Linked DNA regions of Sus scrofa: all the other regions are linked to region 3. Evidence: chromatin contacts called from public Hi-C and HiChIP or PLAC-seq data. All regions are on one chromosome and are shown on one strand. The core of a region is the stretch at or near the end of the contact, and the rest is flanking DNA. Distances in the headings are between cores, read along the strand shown. Region 1 has its middle 31 kb from the start of AXL. Region 2 overlaps SPTBN4 (spectrin beta chain, non-erythrocytic 4). Region 3 overlaps MIA (melanoma-derived growth regulatory protein).

The links. Hi-C and Micro-C count contacts between places; a contact is called where the count stands out from the background. HiChIP or PLAC-seq counts read pairs in DNA pulled down with a chosen protein or histone mark.
Region 1: a contact with region 3 is called in an H3K27ac HiChIP or PLAC-seq map of alveolar macrophages. The contact joins two enhancer-like sites. A contact is called at or near these places in 1 of 47 Hi-C or Micro-C datasets (heart right ventricle) and 1 of 2 datasets of contacts at active chromatin or transcription factors (alveolar macrophages).
Region 2: a Hi-C map of omental adipose tissue shows a contact between it and region 3, with 1.6 times the contacts expected there. The contact joins two enhancer-like sites. A contact is called at or near these places in 6 of 47 Hi-C or Micro-C datasets (embryonic fibroblasts, epiblast stem cells, mesenteric adipose tissue and 3 more).

What each region holds. Positions count from the first base shown.
Region 1 is chr6:49,213,732-49,216,431 of Sscrofa11.1, reverse strand. No RefSeq gene overlaps it. Among named protein-coding and RNA genes, the nearest start is that of AXL, 31 kb to the left of the region's middle. Within about 2 kb of position 1,306, at least 4 of the 83 cell types and tissues checked have an H3K27ac peak or open chromatin away from gene starts, as enhancers often do. A contact at or near this core is called in alveolar macrophages, where this site is marked.
Region 2 is chr6:48,785,287-48,788,168 of Sscrofa11.1, reverse strand. The region is part of intron 20 of SPTBN4 (spectrin beta chain, non-erythrocytic 4); the gene reads right to left. Among named protein-coding and RNA genes, the nearest start is that of SHKBP1, 26 kb to the left of the region's middle. Within about 2 kb of position 1,273, at least 4 of the 83 cell types and tissues checked have an H3K27ac peak or open chromatin away from gene starts, as enhancers often do. A contact at or near this core is called in omental adipose tissue, where this site is marked.
Region 3 is chr6:49,007,284-49,010,161 of Sscrofa11.1, reverse strand. It overlaps MIA (melanoma-derived growth regulatory protein), which reads right to left. Exons shown (of 14, transcript XM_021094410.1): 11 at 1,860-2,878; 12 at 1,277-1,413; 13 at 1,005-1,072; 14 at 120-764. RAB4B (ras-related protein Rab-4B) reads right to left here. Exons shown (of 12, transcript XM_003481855.4): 9 at 1,860-2,878; 10 at 1,277-1,413; 11 at 1,005-1,072; 12 at 120-764. EGLN2 (egl nine homolog 2) reads right to left here. Exons shown (of 6, transcript XM_013988588.2): 3 at 1,860-1,979; 4 at 1,277-1,413; 5 at 1,005-1,072; 6 at 120-764. The coding sequence ends at 709. Among named protein-coding and RNA genes, the nearest start is that of EGLN2, 6.5 kb to the right of the region's middle. Within about 2 kb of position 1,516, at least 22 of the 83 cell types and tissues checked have an H3K27ac peak or open chromatin away from gene starts, as enhancers often do. A contact at or near this core is called in alveolar macrophages and omental adipose tissue, where this site is marked.

The sequences.
Region 1 (2,700 bases), core at 57-2,556, 210 kb before region 3:
TACAAGATTTTCATAGCCTGTTGTTACTACCTGGTAGCATCTTTTTTCTTTTTTGGCTGTGCTGGTGGCATGTGGAAGTTCCCAGACCAGAGATCAAACCCATGCCCCCATGCCACGGCAGTAACCTGAACCACTGCTCTGACAATGAAGGATCCTTAACATGCTAAGCCACAAGGGAACTCTTGGAAGCACCTCATATTTTGATTTTTTTTTTTTTTTTTGTCTTTTTAGGGCCAAACCTATGGCATATGGAAGTGTCCAGGCTAGGGGTTGAGTCAAAGCTATAGCTGCTGGCCTACACCACAACCACAGCAACACCAGATCCAAGCCCCGTATGCGACCTACACCACAGCTCACGGCCACACTGGATCCTTAACCCACTGAGCGAGGCCGGAGATGGAACCCTCATCCTCGTGGATACTAGTTGGGCTTGTTACTGCTGAGCCACGATGGGAACTCCTTTATGTGTTGATTTATATTTTTATTCTGTCTTCCTCCACCAAAATATTCTCTCCACGACGACAAGGACCTCTGTCTGGTTCACTGATGTGTTCCCCAGGGTCTGGCACACCATAGGTACTCAACAAATATTTTGTTGAAGGAGTGATTTGAATACAATGTGCTGGTCTCTCAAATTCCAATAAAGAGTCATCAGGGTTTCCAAATTCTCAATCTAAAGAGCAAAGATTGAGAGGTTCCCGACACAGATTTGCAGTCAAGGTGTCACGTGTGGTGGATCCTGCCCTCTCCTCCTCTCCGCCGGACCCCGCCTTCCCCCCACCCCCACCGATACTGCCCATCAGACACCCTCTGATCTAGGCTGGACGGGGCCCTGGGTAACACTCTTTAAAATTAACCTCCTACCATGGCTTTTCTTTCTTAGATCACTCTGGGGGCTGCCTACCTACCCCAGGGTTCCAGCAGGCTGAGTGGTGGGTAGGTTCTGGAAATTGCTGGGAGTTTATATTGCTTGGGGTCCTCCAAGTCTTCCAGTTCTGTCTTTTGCGGGGGGGAGGGGGGGGCTGGCACGCCCATGGCCTGTGGGAATTCCTGGTCCCTAGATTGAACCCGCGCCACAGCAGCGACCTGAGTGGCAGTGCCTCAAGAGAACGCCAAGCCTTATGGTTCCAGATCCCTACTTGCTAACTGGGGATGAACCACCTGCTCTCTGGCCTATGCCTTCCCCCGAATGTTCTTTTCCCGGCCTCGTTTATCTTAGTTTCTTTGCCTTTCCTCCTGCAAAGCTGCCCTGCCCAGCACCCAGAACTGGGGAAAGGGGAAGTTTAAGATGAGTCTTGCTTCCTTCCTGCTCCCCTAGGCCTGGATTCTAAGAACACCCTTGGCTGTGAGTAACATCAGACCGCAGGCAGTGATGTTCTTTGGTCTTCTGCTTTTGCCCGTCCTATTTCCCACATTCCATCTCCGCATCCCTTCCCTCATCCACCACTTCATCCCATGCTCTTGAAACTGAGTCCCCCTAAAAACAGTTTCCCTGCTGAGTTATGATTAACCTCTCTATTCCAAACTATGTTGTCTTTCTTTTCCCACCCCTGTTCCCCTCAGGACTGAGGACTATCAAAAAAAAGGGGAATTGAAAATGAGCGGAACTTGTGGGGTCCTCCTAGGTACTAAACCCCTCTGTGTCCCTTGCTGCTGCTGCTCCTGCTGCTTTTGCTTCTCCTTCTTCTTCTTCTTTTTGGCTGCACCCACAGCATGAAGAAGTTCCCAGGCCAAGGATCAAACCCATGCCACAGCAGCGACTGGAGCCACAGTAGTGACAACGCAGAATCCTTAACTTGCTGAGCCACAAGGGAACTCCCCCTGTTTCTTTTTTGTAGTAAAAAGCTTTAGTCTCCTAGCCCTTCCCTGAGTTTTTTTCTTTTTTTCTTTTTAGGGCCGTACCTGCGGCATATGGAGGTTCCCAGGCTAGGGGTCTAATCGGAGCTGTAGCCGCCAGCCTTCGCCAGAGCAACAGCAACGTGGGATCCAAGCCGAGTCTGCAAACTACACCACAGCTCACGGCAACATTCCAACGCCAGATCCTTAACCCACTGAGCGGTGCCGGGGATTGAACCCGCAACCTCTTGGTTCCTAGTCGGATTTGTTAACCACTGAGCCATGATGGGAACTCCCCTTCTCTGAGTTTTAAAGAAAAAACTGAAGCAGCTGGTAATTAGAGAAGTGAGGGAATGCACAAACAAAGGAGCAGTTGAGCAAGAAAATTAACGATGGCTCAAACAACGGTTCATTGATAAAACAAAACCCTAGTTCCTCCTCAAGTGAGAATCATAGCAATCGGATGCATATCTTTGAGTTGTCCTGCAGATGCCGACACCCCCCCCCACGCCCCGCCCCCATCCCGCCACCTCCCACCCAGGTGGAGGATGGTGACCACATGCATCACAAGCATGTAGACCCCAGACTGGTTGGAATCAGAGGGTTGATGATTAAGTTTCCCCAAACACCACGGTCACCTCACCACCAACCAATCACAAGGAAGTCCACAAACTGTTACCCTCACCCCAAATGTTGCCTTAAAAAAAAAAACAAAACCTTCCCTGGAAGTCATTGGGGAGTTTGGGTCTTTTGAGCATGAGCTGCCCATTCTTGCTTTGCGCCCTGCAATAAGTGCTGTGCTTTTCTGCACCATGACCCAGTTACGTGGTGGGTGAGTGGACCCAATTCGGGTTCAGTGACATG
Region 2 (2,882 bases), core at 24-2,523, 220 kb after region 3:
CTGAACCCAGGACCATGTGACCACAAAACCCTAGTGGCCCTCAGTCACTCTGCTTTTCCCTAATCGGGGACAATCAGACTCAGAAAGATGGGGTTATGTGCCATCAGTCACATGGGAGTACAAAGGGGATTCAAACTCTGGACAGTGTAGCTCCGGACTCTGGACTCTTCCCCTGGCCATGCTGAGCTAGACGAAAGAATGCTGGACCACGGATGAAAAGGAGGGAAGAGGGTGTTTCCTTGGCCAGAAAAAGAGCCTTGCTGAGGGCGGGGGAGGCAAGGAGTCCCCAGGGATCCAGCCCAGCAGCTGCAAAGCCTCCAGTGCATTTTCCCCTGGTTGGTCCCCCTCAGGTGGCAGGAGCCCAGCTCTCCCCAACCCTCCCCAAGCAAGAACTGGTGGCTGAGCCAGACCAGCTGGTCAGGCCCCCGGAGACTGGAAAAGCAGGGGCCCAGGACTCCACCATCTGGCCACTCAGCCAGGAAGGACAATTGGCGGAGGCCCTGCAGGAAGACTCGGTCATGTGGCCTAGACCTGGGAGGTGGGGTTCTAGGAAGGCCGCTGTAGCAGCTGGGATGGGGGACAAGGGGAAGGACATGAGGAGGACACAGGGAAAAGGAGAGATCAAGGGAGAGGGGAAGAAGAGTTCCCTGGTGGCTCAGCGGGTTAGGGACCTGGCATTGTCACTGCTGTGCTGTGGGTTTGACCCCTGGCCCTGGAACCTCCCCACGCCATGGGTGTGGTCATAAAGAAAAGGTGGGGGGGGGGAGAAAGATGGAGAATTGGAATAAAAAGAGACGAGAGAAGAGAGTAAGACAGAGATAAAGAGGCATGGGGAGTTCCCATCGTGGCTCAGCAGAAACGAATCCAACTAGTATCCATGAGGATGCAGGTTTGATCCCTGGCCTCACCCGGTGGGTTAAGGATCCGGCGTTGCTGTGAGCTCTGGTGTAGGTCGCAGACACAGCTTGGATCCCACGTTGCCATGGTTGTGGCGTAGAGCAGCAGCTACAGTTCTGTAGCTGGGAACTTTCATATACTTTAGGTGTGGCCCTAAAAAGACAAAAAAAAAAAAAAAACAGAGGCACTGAGACAGGTACAGAGAGAGACAGAGAGATGGGAGAAAGAAAATTAAAAGAAACAGACACAGAGGAACTGGAGGAGCAGGAGTGGGAGACAGGCTCCGATGAAGCAGAGGGGGACGGATCACTCACATCCCGCGCCTCAGACCCTGAGCCAGCACCTCCCCCAGCTGAGCCTGGCCCTGGCAGCCTGAGGGGCGGGGCAGCCAGGAAGTGTGCCCAGCTGGACGACACCCTCCCTCCTGCGCACGCCCAGGCCTGGGCTCTCAGGCGGGCCCAGGGGCAGCAGGGAAGCCTTTCTCCCCAGGCAGCAGGGAGGCCTTTCTCCCCAGTGGCAGCTTCTTAGGCTCAGCTGGGCTACATCTGGGGGCCTTGGCCCATTGAGTCACTGCCCACCTCGTGCTCCCTCTGCTGGGGAATTAGCCCAGGAGTCCTGAGCTGGGGCCTGCCCATTGCTGTGTGACCCCGGGGCCAGTCTCCTGTCTGCCCTGGGGCTGTCTCTCCTTTAAACAAAGGGGACCCCACTTCATGGTCTCCAGGGCCTGGTGGGGCTGAACCCCCATGTGCAGGGAACAGAGTACAGAGAGGGACTCTGCACTGGTTTAGGGCAGGAGGCCCCAAACCCTCCCTTTGAAACCTAAATGGCCAAAAAGGGAGATAAGGACACTCGAGGTCATGCATGCTCCCCAAAATGCAAAAGCAAAGACTACAGGAAGAAGAAGAAGAAAAAAAAAAGACCACCGTGAGATACACTTCCCATCCATCAGACAGGGAAAACATCTAAAAAGTCTGACAGGAGTTCCCATCGTGGCTCAGTAGTTAATGAATCCGACTAGGAACCATGAGGTTGCGGGTTTGATCCCTGGCCTTCAGTGGGTTAAGGATCTGGTGTTGCCGTGAGCTGTGGTGCAGGTTGCAGATGTGGCTCGGATCCCGCGTTGCTGTGGCTGTGGCGTAAGCCGGCTGCTACAGCTCCGATTAGACCCCTAGCCTGGGAACCTCCATATGCCGCGAGAGCGGCCAAAGAAAATGGCAAAAAAACAAAACAAAACAAAAGCCTGACAATACCAAGTGTTGATGAGTAGGGGTCAGGAGCTCTCATTTGCTGCTGGGCGGACAGCATTAAATGACCTGAGAACTGGGGCAAGTCCGTCAGCGTCAGGTGAACTGTAGCCAGCTCCAACTTTTGGCACCACATTAATGCTTCACAGAGCATCCCCCCCAGCACAGCTTTTTATTTTTACTTTTTGTCTTTTTAGGACTGCACCTGCAGCATATGGAGGTTCCCAGGCAAGGGGTCAAATCAGAGCTGCAGCTGCCAGCCTACACCATAGCCACAGCCACACCAGATCTGGGCCGTGTCTGTGACCTACACCACAGCTCACTGCAACGCCGAATCCTTAACCCACTGAGTGAGGCCAGGGATCGAACCCACATCCTCATGCATACTATCTGATTTGTTACTGTGGTACATTTTTTTTTTTTAATCTTTTTGCCATTTCTAGGGCCACACCCGCAGAAGGATATGGAGGTTCCCAGGCTAGGGGTCGAATCGGAGCTGTAGCCACCGGCCTTCGCCAGAGCCACAGCAACGTGGGATCCGAGCTGCATCTGCAACCTACACCACAGCTCACGGCAACACCGGATCCTTAACCCACTGAGCAAGGCCAGGGATCAAACCTGAAACCTCATGGTTCCTAGTCGGATTCGTTAACCACTGAGCCATGACGGGAACTATGGTAGTACATTTTTTTTAAAAAAACTATATGCATGGGGGGAAATGCCGAAACGAAACGAAAATAT
Region 3 (2,878 bases), core at 267-2,766:
GACTCAGCCACCCTCTGCTCACCGGCTCTCAGACCTCCTTACCCCCTCTGGTCAATAAAAGCCCTGAGTTGCAGGTGGAGGAATCTTCGTACCCAGAGGGAGTGAGAAAGTCAGGTGTGTGCAGCTGAGGTAAACTTTTATTTCTTGGCTGACAACTTTCACGCCCATGCTCCTCCCAGCACCTTTCATCCTGCCCAAGCAGTGGCAGCCTAGTCCAAAAGGTGCCATGGCCAAAGGGGTTGGGGAGTCACTTCACATTCCAGGCTGGAGGAGTAGGGGGCTTGGGGATACTCCCCCCATAAACCTTTGCCAGCAAGAGGCCATGACTCACCCCAACCTCAAATCCTGCATCCTGGTGGGAGGTGGCAGTGCCTCCTTCCAGCTCTCCAAACCTGAGAGGGGGAATGACCAAACAGGGCAGGACACAGGGGCCCAGCTCCAGTAACGGCAGCCCCCAGCACTGGCCTCTGCCCGGGTCACAACCCCAGTCCCCATCCCAGGGCAGGAGAGGTCTCTCCTCCTCCTTGGTCCTCAGCGTTGGACGGAGCCCTCCACACCAGGCAGGACAGAGGCAAAGTCAGAAGCAGAGGCGGTGGCGGGGAAGGAGCAGGCACTGAGACTGGTGGGCTGCTGGCCTGGCAGCACCAGGGCCCAGGGCTCTCTGAAGTCAGGGCAAGCCGGCTGTCCATGCAGCTCTGGGGCTGGCCACTAGGTGGGCGTAGTTGGCTGCGATACAGGTACTTGGACACCTTTCTGTCCTGCTGCTGGGGGTGAGACAGGTGATTGAGTCATCAGGGAAGGGACAAGAAGGTCAAAGAACCCTGGGAAAATGGGGAGAGCACCAGGAAGAAATGGGGCTCATGCTGGGGGTAACAAGAGAGTGAACTACCTAGAGAAGGTAGGCAAAGAGGGAGGAATGAGTGGCAGGATTCAGTGACCCCAGTGGGGCGGCTTGAGGGCTAGGGAGGACTTGAGGGAGGGGACACCATTTGGGAAGCAAGTACCTAGCTGATACTTGTCTTTGGCTGCTGCTCTCTCCTTGGCGTCAAAATACCAGACAGTGATGGCATACCTGGGGACCAGAGCAGCCCCAAGGGGTGGTTAGGGATCACTTTTCTTCAATTCCAGCCACCATATCCACCCTTCTGAGCCCGGCTGCTCCCATGCAGGCGCTCTCACAGCACTTCATCACTTCCTAGTCACTCCAGGGATCTGACAAGCCTTTGTTGGCACAAGGGCGAGCGCCTGGGCACATCCTCAGAAGTATGGACCTTACCTGGTGGCATAGGCTGGTTTCACCTCATGGGGGTTCCGCCGATCAGACCAGAAAATGAGCAGCCGGTCAAAGAGTGGCTCGATGTTGGCTACCACAGGCCGGCCCTCTGGGAATATCTGCAGCAGGCCGCCATGCACCTGAGAGCATTCGAGAACGAGGCAGGAGGCCCGTTAGTCCTGCCTAGAGCCGCCCTGTCCCCCTGCACTGCCGGCCTCCAGGAGCCCACCAGGGGGCAGAGTAGCTGCACACGCCACTCCCTCCCTCCCACCACTCAGGCTCTTAAAATGACAGCCCAGAGTCCGCGTCACCATGGAGATGGGCAGGAAGCTACTGAAGACTACAGGATATGGGGTGGGAGAAGCTTTCATTAGGCTGGGGGCTGGGCAGACAGCCCCATTTCCCAAAGAGGGGAGAACGGCTACCACACAGTCAGCTGGAGAGGAGGTCCACTTCCCAGGAAGAGCTACTGGGCAGATTACAGCGCCCCCCCCGCGGGTTGAAAAAATAAATAAGACAATGCTAGAAGCTGAGCTGGGAGTGAAAAATGAAATGGATGCAGGCCACCCCAACAGCGACCCCCTACCTTGACGTCCCAGTTCTGATTCAGGTAATAGATACAGGTGATGCAGCGCCCATCGCCGTGGGGATTGTCAACGTGTCTCACGTACCCCAGCCCGTTGCCTGGGTAACATGCCACCATGGCCTGGCAGAGACATGGAGGTGGGTTTACTGAGGCTGGTAGGCAGGGACTTTGGGGGAAGCAGCGATTACCTCCTCTTTTGCACCCCTCCCTGTCCCTCATCTCTCTGACACAAGTGTCCTGGGCAGCTCCCAGGGTTTCAGCACCCAGACTTCTTTTTCAGCCAAGCCCCATGCACCAGAAACCCCAGCTCCTAGGCCTCAAAAAGCCTACTCCCCACACACATGCCCAGAACCTGGCAATGAGATGCGGCTCAATGAGTAACGGAAGATTTGGTTTCTTTTCCTTTTTTGGGCCGCACCTGTGGCAACATACGAAAGTTCCCAGGCAAGGGGTCGAATCAGAGCTGTAGCTGGCAGTCTACGCTCAGGATCCAAGCTGTGTCTGCGACCTACACCACCACTCACAGAAACACTAGACCCCCAACCCAGAGGCCAGGGATTGAACCCATATCCTCAAGGATACCAGTGAGATTCGTTTCTGCTGTGCCGCAATGGGAACTCCCTGAAGGTTTTCTTTCTTAAATATAGTCCAACCCCATCTTAGATACCTCAGAGGAATAAAACCAATTTAAGTATTTTCTGGTGTGCAAAGCTGTGCCCTCACAGCCCCACACCAGATCTCTCCCTGAGCTGCAGAGTTGGAATCTCCCGGGACAATGATGCCCACGCCTACCCCAGAGATTCTGATGTACTTGCTCTTAGGTACAGCCTAGAACTTTTAAGGTTCCCCACGTAATTTTTTTTTGCTTTTTAGGGCCACGGGTATGGCAGTTCCCAGGCTAGGGGATGAATCAGAGCTGTAGTTGCCCGCTACAACCCGGCCACATGGGATCCAAGCTGTGTCTACAACCTAACACAGGATCTTTAACCCATTGAGAAGGCCAAGGATTGAACCCGCGT